3 separate regions of the Mus musculus genome follow, and regions 1 and 3 are each linked to region 2. A link is a contact called in public HiChIP or PLAC-seq data. All regions are on one chromosome and are shown on one strand. Each heading gives the region's core, a stretch centred on a gene start, on an enhancer-like site or on the middle of the called end of the contact. The rest is flanking DNA. Distances are from core to core; before and after follow the strand shown. Region 1 holds the start of Ngef (neuronal guanine nucleotide exchange factor). Region 2 holds the start of Inpp5d (inositol polyphosphate-5-phosphatase D). Region 3 overlaps Gm33517 (predicted gene, 33517).

Evidence for each region. HiChIP or PLAC-seq counts read pairs in DNA pulled down with a chosen protein or histone mark.
Region 1: a contact with region 2 is called in an H3K27ac HiChIP or PLAC-seq map of thymic regulatory T cells, with 4 times the contacts expected there. The contact joins the promoter of Ngef here to the promoter of Inpp5d in region 2. A contact is called at or near these places in 6 of 39 promoter capture datasets (embryonic stem cells, hippocampal neurons, liver and 1 more), 1 of 484 Hi-C or Micro-C datasets (the C2C12 cell line), 14 of 115 datasets of contacts at active chromatin or transcription factors (VIP interneurons, acute myeloid leukemia, astrocytes and 11 more) and 4 of 9 other capture datasets (adipose tissue, embryonic stem cells, macrophages and 1 more).
Region 3: a contact with region 2 is called in an H3K27ac HiChIP or PLAC-seq map of the HPC-7 cell line, with 5 times the contacts expected there. The contact joins the enhancer-like site here to the promoter of Inpp5d in region 2. A contact is called at or near these places in 2 of 39 promoter capture datasets (the 3T3-L1 cell line and hippocampal neurons), 1 of 484 Hi-C or Micro-C datasets (cerebral cortex), 4 of 115 datasets of contacts at active chromatin or transcription factors (the HPC-7 cell line, acute myeloid leukemia, double positive thymocytes and 1 more) and 2 of 9 other capture datasets (embryonic stem cells and pancreatic islet).

Annotation. Positions count from the first base shown.
Region 1 is chr1:87,508,932-87,511,631 of GRCm38.p6, forward strand. It overlaps Ngef (neuronal guanine nucleotide exchange factor), which reads right to left and starts at 1,431. Exons shown (of 13, transcript NM_019867.2): 1 at 1,162-1,431; 2 at 314-456. The coding sequence starts at 1,268.
Region 2 is chr1:87,618,913-87,621,612 of GRCm38.p6, forward strand. It overlaps Inpp5d (inositol polyphosphate-5-phosphatase D), which reads left to right and starts at 1,400. Exons shown (of 27, transcript NM_010566.3): 1 at 1,400-1,719. The coding sequence starts at 1,577.
Region 3 is chr1:87,739,515-87,742,268 of GRCm38.p6, forward strand. Gm33517 (predicted gene, 33517) reads right to left here. Exons shown (of 4, transcript NR_157047.1): 2 at 1,188-1,348; 3 at 267-371. Among named protein-coding and RNA genes, the nearest start is that of Gm33517, 15 kb to the right of the region's middle. Within about 2 kb of position 1,282, at least 22 of the 459 cell types and tissues checked have an H3K27ac peak or open chromatin away from gene starts, as enhancers often do. A contact at or near this core is called in the HPC-7 cell line, where this site is marked.

The DNA of each region.
Region 1 (2,700 bases), core at 181-2,680, 110 kb before region 2:
GCATAGAGTCTCAAGCTCATAACCCTGGAACTCAAGTTCTCAGGCAGGAGGTGAGGTCCAGGCTAGCCTGGGCTACTGAGTAAATTCCAGGCCAGCCAGGGTTGCAGTGTGAGACTCAGTCTCACAAACACACCACAATCCCAGCTAAATTAGCTCAGTGGTGCAGCACTAATAAAACTCGGCAGTTCTGCCTAGGAAACCATTAGAACTAGTCATGTCAAAAGCCGCATGCCAGTCAGCCCAGCAGCCAGGGTCCCCTGGAAGCCACCAGGCTCTCATGGTCCAAACGAGTCGCTGCCTGCCCTGGACCCACCTATTTGTTCAATGAGGTTTCTCCAGGAGTCGGCGGGAATGGGATGGATCATCTGCAGGGCCTCCGTGAGAGTGGTGGGGCTGTCGGTGAGGGCTGGGCACTCCTCGGGTGTGGTTCCATTTCCAGGGGTGGAGGATGACTCGCTGCAAGAGAAGGAGGAGAGCGACGGCTGTTTATTTTTAAGCAACGACACACCTTGGCTAGATCGCAAGAGGCGACTGTCGGTCAGCACAAGCGGCTGCTGCCTGGAGGGTACTGCCCCTAAGAGCTTCCAAGCCAAGGGGGGCCACAGTGGCCGCCACGTGTCCGGACCGGGCGAGCCCGACAAACCCTTTTTGTCACCATACCAGGGCGCGACGGGGTGATTCACTCCTACACCAGTCCGCCCAAACCTTCATGTTTTTCGAGCTCGCGGACAGGCGTCGGAAAGTTGGCGTACCCTAGCCGCTGCACAGCGCGGAAGGCCGCCCCAACGGGTCCTGCCAGCCCGCTGCCACCCCACTCCCTTAGCCGTCCCGTGCCCCCTGGCCCCACTCGAGGCTCTGTCCTCCAGTTCCAGAGACTGGGAGCGCAGAGAGGGGCGAAGGGCGGGACGCGCACACTCTGGGCGTCCAGGGACAAGGTGCAGGAGGCCATCCCACGCTGGGACTGGGTGCTAGTGACCTGGAACAGGACGCACGGCTCTCCCAGGGGGAAGGTCCGTCGGATTAGAGTTAGTGGGGGGCAGCAGGAGCCCGGGGGCCGAGGACCCGGATAGGCCGCAGGGGTCCGAGATCATCGCCTAGGGAGCGAGTGTGAGGGAGTACGTGGGGACATTGCGCGGGGGCCGGGATACAGCGGGTCCTCACCTGCCCGGCAGGTGTCCCGCCGCCGAGTCGCGCGTGTCGCTCTCCGAGGTGGAGCTGTCGTGGTCCACGGCGCAGGCGGCGCTGAAGGCTGCAGCCAGCAGCTCCATGGGGACCAGCGACCGGGTAGGCTCAGGGGCTGGTGGGGAGCCGCGCGGGGGGCCCAGGGCCCAGCCGGGGGCAATGCGCGGGCTCTGAGTGAGGTCGCAGCGCGCGCGGCTCAAGCCGGAGCTGCCGCCGCCGCTGCTGTAGAGCGCTCCCGCGGACGAGCGCGCGCCTGGAGGCTCCCGGGGTTGCCACGGCAACGGGGGAGGCGGGCGGGGCGCGCGCGGCGGGGGCGAGGCCGGCGGCGGCGAGGTGGGGGCGCTAGGGCCGGGTGCACCCGGACCAGGGGGCGGTGACTCCCCACATGGACCGGAGCCGCGCAGCGCCTGCCTCCCCCGCGGCCGCCGGGTGCCGGGAGACGCGGGGACAGAGGGAACAGAGCTGCCTCAGCCTATCTCCCCTCTTGCCAGTGGGTCGTTTTTCATAGCTCCGCCCCGGGTTTCTTGAAGGGGAGGGCGAGGCGACCCTCTGTCCCATCCCTTGCCCATTACAATTCAGTCTCCTAGATCATGCTTTGGGAATATATGCCCTCTACTCCCAGTTGGAGAGAAAACAGTTATTTCTCCTGCACTCTTGCTCTTGACTCTCAGGTGTGTGTGTGTGTGTGTGTGTGTGTGTGTGTGTGTGTGTGTGTGTGTGTGTGTGTGAAACCCCCCCACCACCACCACCACTGCAGACGTTTTTCCTGAGTGGGTCTTTCTGCTGGACCAAATCTTTCCCAGCGACCCCCAAACGCTGCCAGGAGGGAGTTAAGGAGAAGTTTCCAGAAACTGCAGTAGGATTTCCCTACCCACAAGTAGATCTGCACCCTACTGTTTGTTAGCTAGTACAGCGCTCAGATAAAACGAGAGGATAAGGAGAGAAATATCTCAAGTCAAGAGTAGTGTGGCCAGTTCTGTAGGTACCTGAGGGTGAGGGTGGGACACAGTGTTCCCCAGCATGGCCCCCTCCACACTCCACCTGTGGGCATTGGTTATAAGGAACCTGTTCCTGGGGGTTTGAGGCAGCTGTGTTTATTGGTTTTTCTGGTATATGAGTATTTTGCCTGCATGTATGTATGTGACCAATGTGTTTGACTGGTACCTTTCAAAATCAGAAAAGAGCGTTGGATCCCTGGAACCGGAATTATGGAATTATTGGAGTTACATGGTTGTGAGCCACCATGTGTGTGCTGGCAACTGAACCTGGGTTCTCTGCTAGAGCAACATGTGTTCTTAACACCTGAGTTGTTGCTCCAGCCTCAAGTGTTGCTTGTTCTTGGATGAGTAGGTGGGAGGCACAGCGGCTGGGACTCAAGAGAAACAGCGATGGCTTTGGGAAGGGAGGGTTGTTTTATTTGGAAGGGGCAATGGTTAGTTTAATTGCCATATGACACAGCCTAGCAAGCAACCACAGAAGAGAGTCTGAAGGAGGGCTTGTCTACATCAGTCATGTCTG
Region 2 (2,700 bases), core at 150-2,649:
CAGTCCTGACTTCCTTTGGTGATGAACAGCAGTATGGAAGTGTAAGCCGAATAAACCCTTTCCTCCCCAACTTGCTTCTTGGTCATGATGTTTGTGCAGGAATAGAAACCCTGACTAAGACAATGTGTTAGACAGAGATTTCCTAAGGAGGGCTGCATGGGGTACTGTGAACTTGAGAGGACTCCATGAAGGGTCCCTTGTAGAGTTAGAGTTAACATCTTCAGCCTCCAGGTGGCAAAATCAGAATGTAGACGTGAGCTCTTGTCGAGACCATGTCCCCTCCCTCTGGCTCAGGACCTGGCTGGAGTACTCTACCCACTCTCAGATTTCCCACCAGCTGTGCCCTGCAGGCCCCAAGCTCCTGCCATGGATGACATCAACACAGCTCCCATGTCCTCCACACACCAGAGCTCCTTTCTGAATTACACCCTGCAGTCTAAAGAAAACTGAGGCTGAGAGCGATAAGCTCAACCAAGCTCCAGTATGTGCGTGCATGTGTGTGTAGGGGGGTGCCTGGCTTAGGTCTGTTGTCACATCTAACGTGACAAGGTTCAGATGAAGGAGTGAACAATCACCACTTCTGCCGTAAGCCAGCACTTCCCTTGGTGGGCCTGGCCTGAGGAACAAGGTCACCCAGCTCTGGGATCAAAGGGACAGTGGCTACCTTAGTACCTGCAGAACTCAGCTAGTACTGAACGGTGACCTTTAAGGGGTGAGCAAACATAGCCATGTCTAGCCACAGAGGGAATAGCCTGACTGGCCATTTGGGCTTCTGCAGTGCAGAACGCGGTAACATATATCACCAAAGTGGCCAGCTTGCACCATAGGGACATGTAAGCCCTTCCGTGAGCCCCAGGTGCCCAGCAGAGGTCCAGAGGGGCCAAACCAGACTGTTTTAGCTAGGGAATAGTGTTGCTCACAGTGGGCTGGGTCTTCTGACATCAACTAGCTTCATTAAAACAACCCCTACAGATGTATCCACAGGCTAGCCCAATGCAGACGTTCCCTCATGGAGATTCTCTTCCTGGGCAATCCTATGTTGTGTCAAGTTGACAGTTAAAGCTCACCATCACAAGTATGCTGGGTGGCGCTGGGGAAAACTGTGACCACCCTTGTGGACATCAGCAAAGGTTTCTGAGAGCCATGCCTTTGGCCTATTCACAAATGTTGGGCCAGGCTTGAGAAGTCAGCCATGAAACCTGACGCTAAAAGAGCCCTTGCGTCCCTCGTGTGGAACTTCGGCTGATAATGGACGCTTCTGGAGGTTAGGTCCCATTCAGGGGAAATAGAGAGCCAGTGAGTGAGAGGGTGGAGCAGGCAGCCAGTGCTGGCTGGGTGGGAAGGTAGATGATGCCCCCCCCCCACTTGGTTTCTATAATGAGGAAGTTCTGTGCAGCTCAGTTTCCTCTCCCTCGCTGAGTGCCTGAAACAGGAAGTCAGTCAGTTAAGCTGGTAGGAGCAGCAGAGGCAATTTCTGAGAGGCAACAGGCGGCAGGTCTCAGCCTAGAGAGGGCCCTGAACTACTTTGCTGGAGTGTCCGTCCTGGGAGTGGCTGCTGACCCAGTCCAGGAGACCCATGCCTGCCATGGTCCCTGGGTGGAACCATGGCAACATCACCCGCTCCAAGGCAGAGGAGCTACTTTCCAGAGCCGGCAAGGACGGGAGCTTCCTTGTGCGTGCCAGCGAGTCCATCCCCCGGGCCTACGCACTCTGCGTGCTGTGAGTACCCGTCTCCTCCCAACTGTCAGATCCAGGGACCACTGAGGTGTGGATCCAAAGGGGGAACCCCTGTAATGGGAGTTTGAGTTAGGTTTATGTCATAGGATGGTGGGACGTGACTGGCACTTCGTTGCCCTGTGGGGAGGGGAGAAGGGGGGGCAGCATCTGAGGCCCACTTTGGACCTTGGCGTTCGAGTTCAGGGAGCCTGTGTCATGACAGGCTTGTGTGGTGCTAGGGCTCTCTGAGTGACTCTGGGCCTCCCCTATACTGCAGCCCTCCATGACCTGTGGTGCCAGGGGTCTCCGTGAGTTCCTGTGGCAGGAGCAGGGACAGAGTCAGGAAGAAACTCAGGCCTCTCTGGTGGAGGGTGTATTGGAATGCATTTTGGTCAGCTCAAGCGTCAGTCAGGGACTCAGTGAAGGGCAACCTTGGCAAAAGGGTCCCCTCCTCCACCCTGCTAGTATGTGGTCTTAGAGCTAATTCTATTTGGGGAGCTGAGTCCGGGGTGCATTTAATCAGGATAGGATTCCTCGTGTACACATTTTACTCTAGGCTGCAAGGACACAGGAAGCCACAGAGCTGCTCTCTGAGTAGGTCTCTGTCCCTCCTTGCACTCAGCTATGTCCCTCCCTATCCAGGTCTCTGCCCCCGTTGGTACCCCCCCACAGCCCAGTGTGAAGATGTTGCTGAATATGCTGGTTATCCTAACAACAGAGGAAACAGCCACTTGCTGAAGGTTCCTTTTTAACACTCCGTCCGTCTAGCGTCTTCTGAGGAAGGCCGCCACCCCTATAGTCCTGTGGTCAGACCCTGTCCAGGCTTCAGGCTGGAGCAGGGCAGGAACACTGTCAGGAAGGGTGTGCCTACTTGAACAGCACAGGTACCATCTGATAGATTGTCCCTGGACTGAGAGAAAGATCTTTCAGAGCAGCTAGCTGCCCCCCCCCCAATCTTCATGCAGGAGGGAAGTGGGTGACTGA
Region 3 (2,754 bases), core at 32-2,531, 120 kb after region 2:
TTGCCATCTCTTCATTACCATTGTTGTGGTGCCTGGGCACTGCCCTCGGCACAAGGTGGAGTGGCCTTTAATTTTTTTTTTTAAGTTTTTTGACACTAGGTTTCTCTGTGTAGTCCTGGCTGTCCTGGAACTTGCATTGAGAACCAAGCTGGTTTCAAACTCAGAGATTCACCAGTCTCTGCCTTTTGAGTGCTGGGATTAAACATGTATGCCACCATGCCCCAACTAAATTAAAAAATTTTAAATGGTCAGGATATAAAGTCTACCTGGTGGAAGAATAGCCATCATTGGCCTCATCCCTGCAGGATGCTGTTTGCCTAGACTTCTCCTCGTCGTTGAGTATCATCAGATTTCATCCATGTGACAGACACCTGAAACCATTTAAGGAGGACAAGCTTTATTGTTGGGTTGAGATTTGAGCAAGTGATGTCACAGAGGTTTTGACAGACCTATGACACTCACACCATAGGAACAGGCATCTGAGTGTGTCCTTGGTTGTCTCACCTCCTCCTCCTGCGAACTCCCACTTACTCCATCTAGGCCCCCAACTCACTGGATAGTGCCACCCACATTCAAGGAAGGTCTTTATCCATTACTTAATTCTCTCTGGAAAGCCCTCATGGACACATTCAGAATTGTTCTTTGCTAATCTAGGCATCTCTCAATCCAGTCAGGCTGACAATCAAGTCTGGGGGCGGGGAGGAGGGACAGGATGCCGTTAATACATGTGCACTTGTGGTACAAGGCGCACATGTGTATGTGGGCATACAAAAACTAGAGGTCAACCGTGCATGTCTTTTATCATCCTGTACCTTATTTTTTGAGACAGAGCTCTCAGTGAGCCATGCGTTCACCTTATGATGGCAATACTAGTTGGCCAATGAGCTTCAGGATCCATTTGTGCCCTTCTGCCCCACCCCCCTGCCCCATGCCCTTAACTCTAGCTCTTGGGTTTTACACACATACCATATATCCAGCTATTTTGCATAGTCTAGGGTTCCAAACTCTGAAACCTCAGGCTTAAGTGTCAGCACTTAACTGAGTTATCTCTGCTGCCCAGCAATCAAGAGTAACTGTCATATTGTGCACGGTGATTTGCAAAGCATCTCAACAAATCACTGTCTTAACTCTGAGTCTCATTAAAGACAAATGTCAACTTGACCGCTAAGCAAAAAACCATATCTTACGGCATATGATATTTCAATATTCATTTGTTGAATATTCTCCTGCTGCTGCACTTTCTGGTTCTGCCACACGAGAGTGCAGTGTTGGTGAGACACCCTGTGGAGCTATAAATATCTCATGACTCATTTGAACAGCCCGTTTTGAAATGGTGTCCCTTCATTTTCTGTTTAGGAAAAGAAAAAATAGCTTCAACATATGGCAACAACAGTATTTTCTAATATTCTAGGTTATTCTAATCTTTCTAATTATAACCTTCAGTTTACAATTTTTTTAAAAAAAATCAGTATCTTACCAGCAAATACTATCATTTAAAACAGAATGTGACTTACTCAAAATTCATGTGATCTCAGCTCCAGAAACTCCTGAGCTTTAGACATAGATGAATGCTTACACAGAATCCTAGAGAACTGAGCAGCAGGACAATCGTGGTCATTACTTGCAAGAAGAAAGAACTGGCTTGGTGACTGCCAAGTTGTCTACCTAGCCCTGGGGCTTGCCTGGTGTAGTAGTGGCAGGTAAGAAGAAAACCCCAACAATAATCCAGACCATGCATGCAACCAGGAAAGAAGAGGCTGTTGCCAAAAGGGTAGAAGAAGGAGAGCTGGGCAGGCCAAGAAGGGATGCTCTACAAGTCCCTTTGGGAAGACGCCCACCTCTCCAAATGAACCCTCAAGGAAGATTGGCCCACCTTCTTGCCACACTGGTTGTTAAGAGCCAAAGATCAGGCTCTATTAGGGGAGCCATTGATTTACCACGTGGATAGGAGGAATGAGTAACAAAACTAATAGGACACAAGCAAAGGGAAGGGAAACAGCTGTATTAGTCAGGGTTCTCTAGAGTCACAGAACTTATGGATAATTTCTAAATAGTAAAGGAATTTATTGATGACTTACAGTCGGCAGCCCAATTCCCAACAATGGTTCAGTCGCAGCTGTGAATGGAAGTCCAAGGATCTAGCAGTTACTCAGTCTCACGAAGCAAGCAGGCGAAGGAGCAATAGCAAGAGCTAGACTCCCTTCTTCCAATGTCCTTATATTGTCTCCAGCAGAAGGTGTAGCCCAGATTAAAGGTGTGTTCCACCACACCTTTAATCCCAGATGAAAGGCGTAGCCCAGATTAAAGGTGTGTTCCTTAAACTCGGAGATTCAATCTTCTGGAATCCATAGCCACTATGGCTCAAGATCTTCAAACCAAGATCCAGATAAGGATCTCCAAGCCTCCAGATAAGGGTCACTGGTGAGCCTTCCAATTCCGGATTGTAGTTCATTTCAAATATTGTCAAGTTGACAACCAGGAATAGCCACTACAATCCACCCCTTGTCAACTTGACACAAATAATATCTCATGTTCACATGAAACAATAACAAGGTTGTAAATACGCCTAACATGATAAAACTATCCCTCGTACAATCGCAAACGCATTAGTAAATTTACAATGGGCATTCATATTACTTATAATCCTCGTTTCTGCAACTGGTTACGTGGCCTTAATTGGTATTTATAACTACCTTCCTCTACTACCCATTCTGTATTTCCTTCACCTTCAGCCAGCACCTCAGCAGGTCTTGG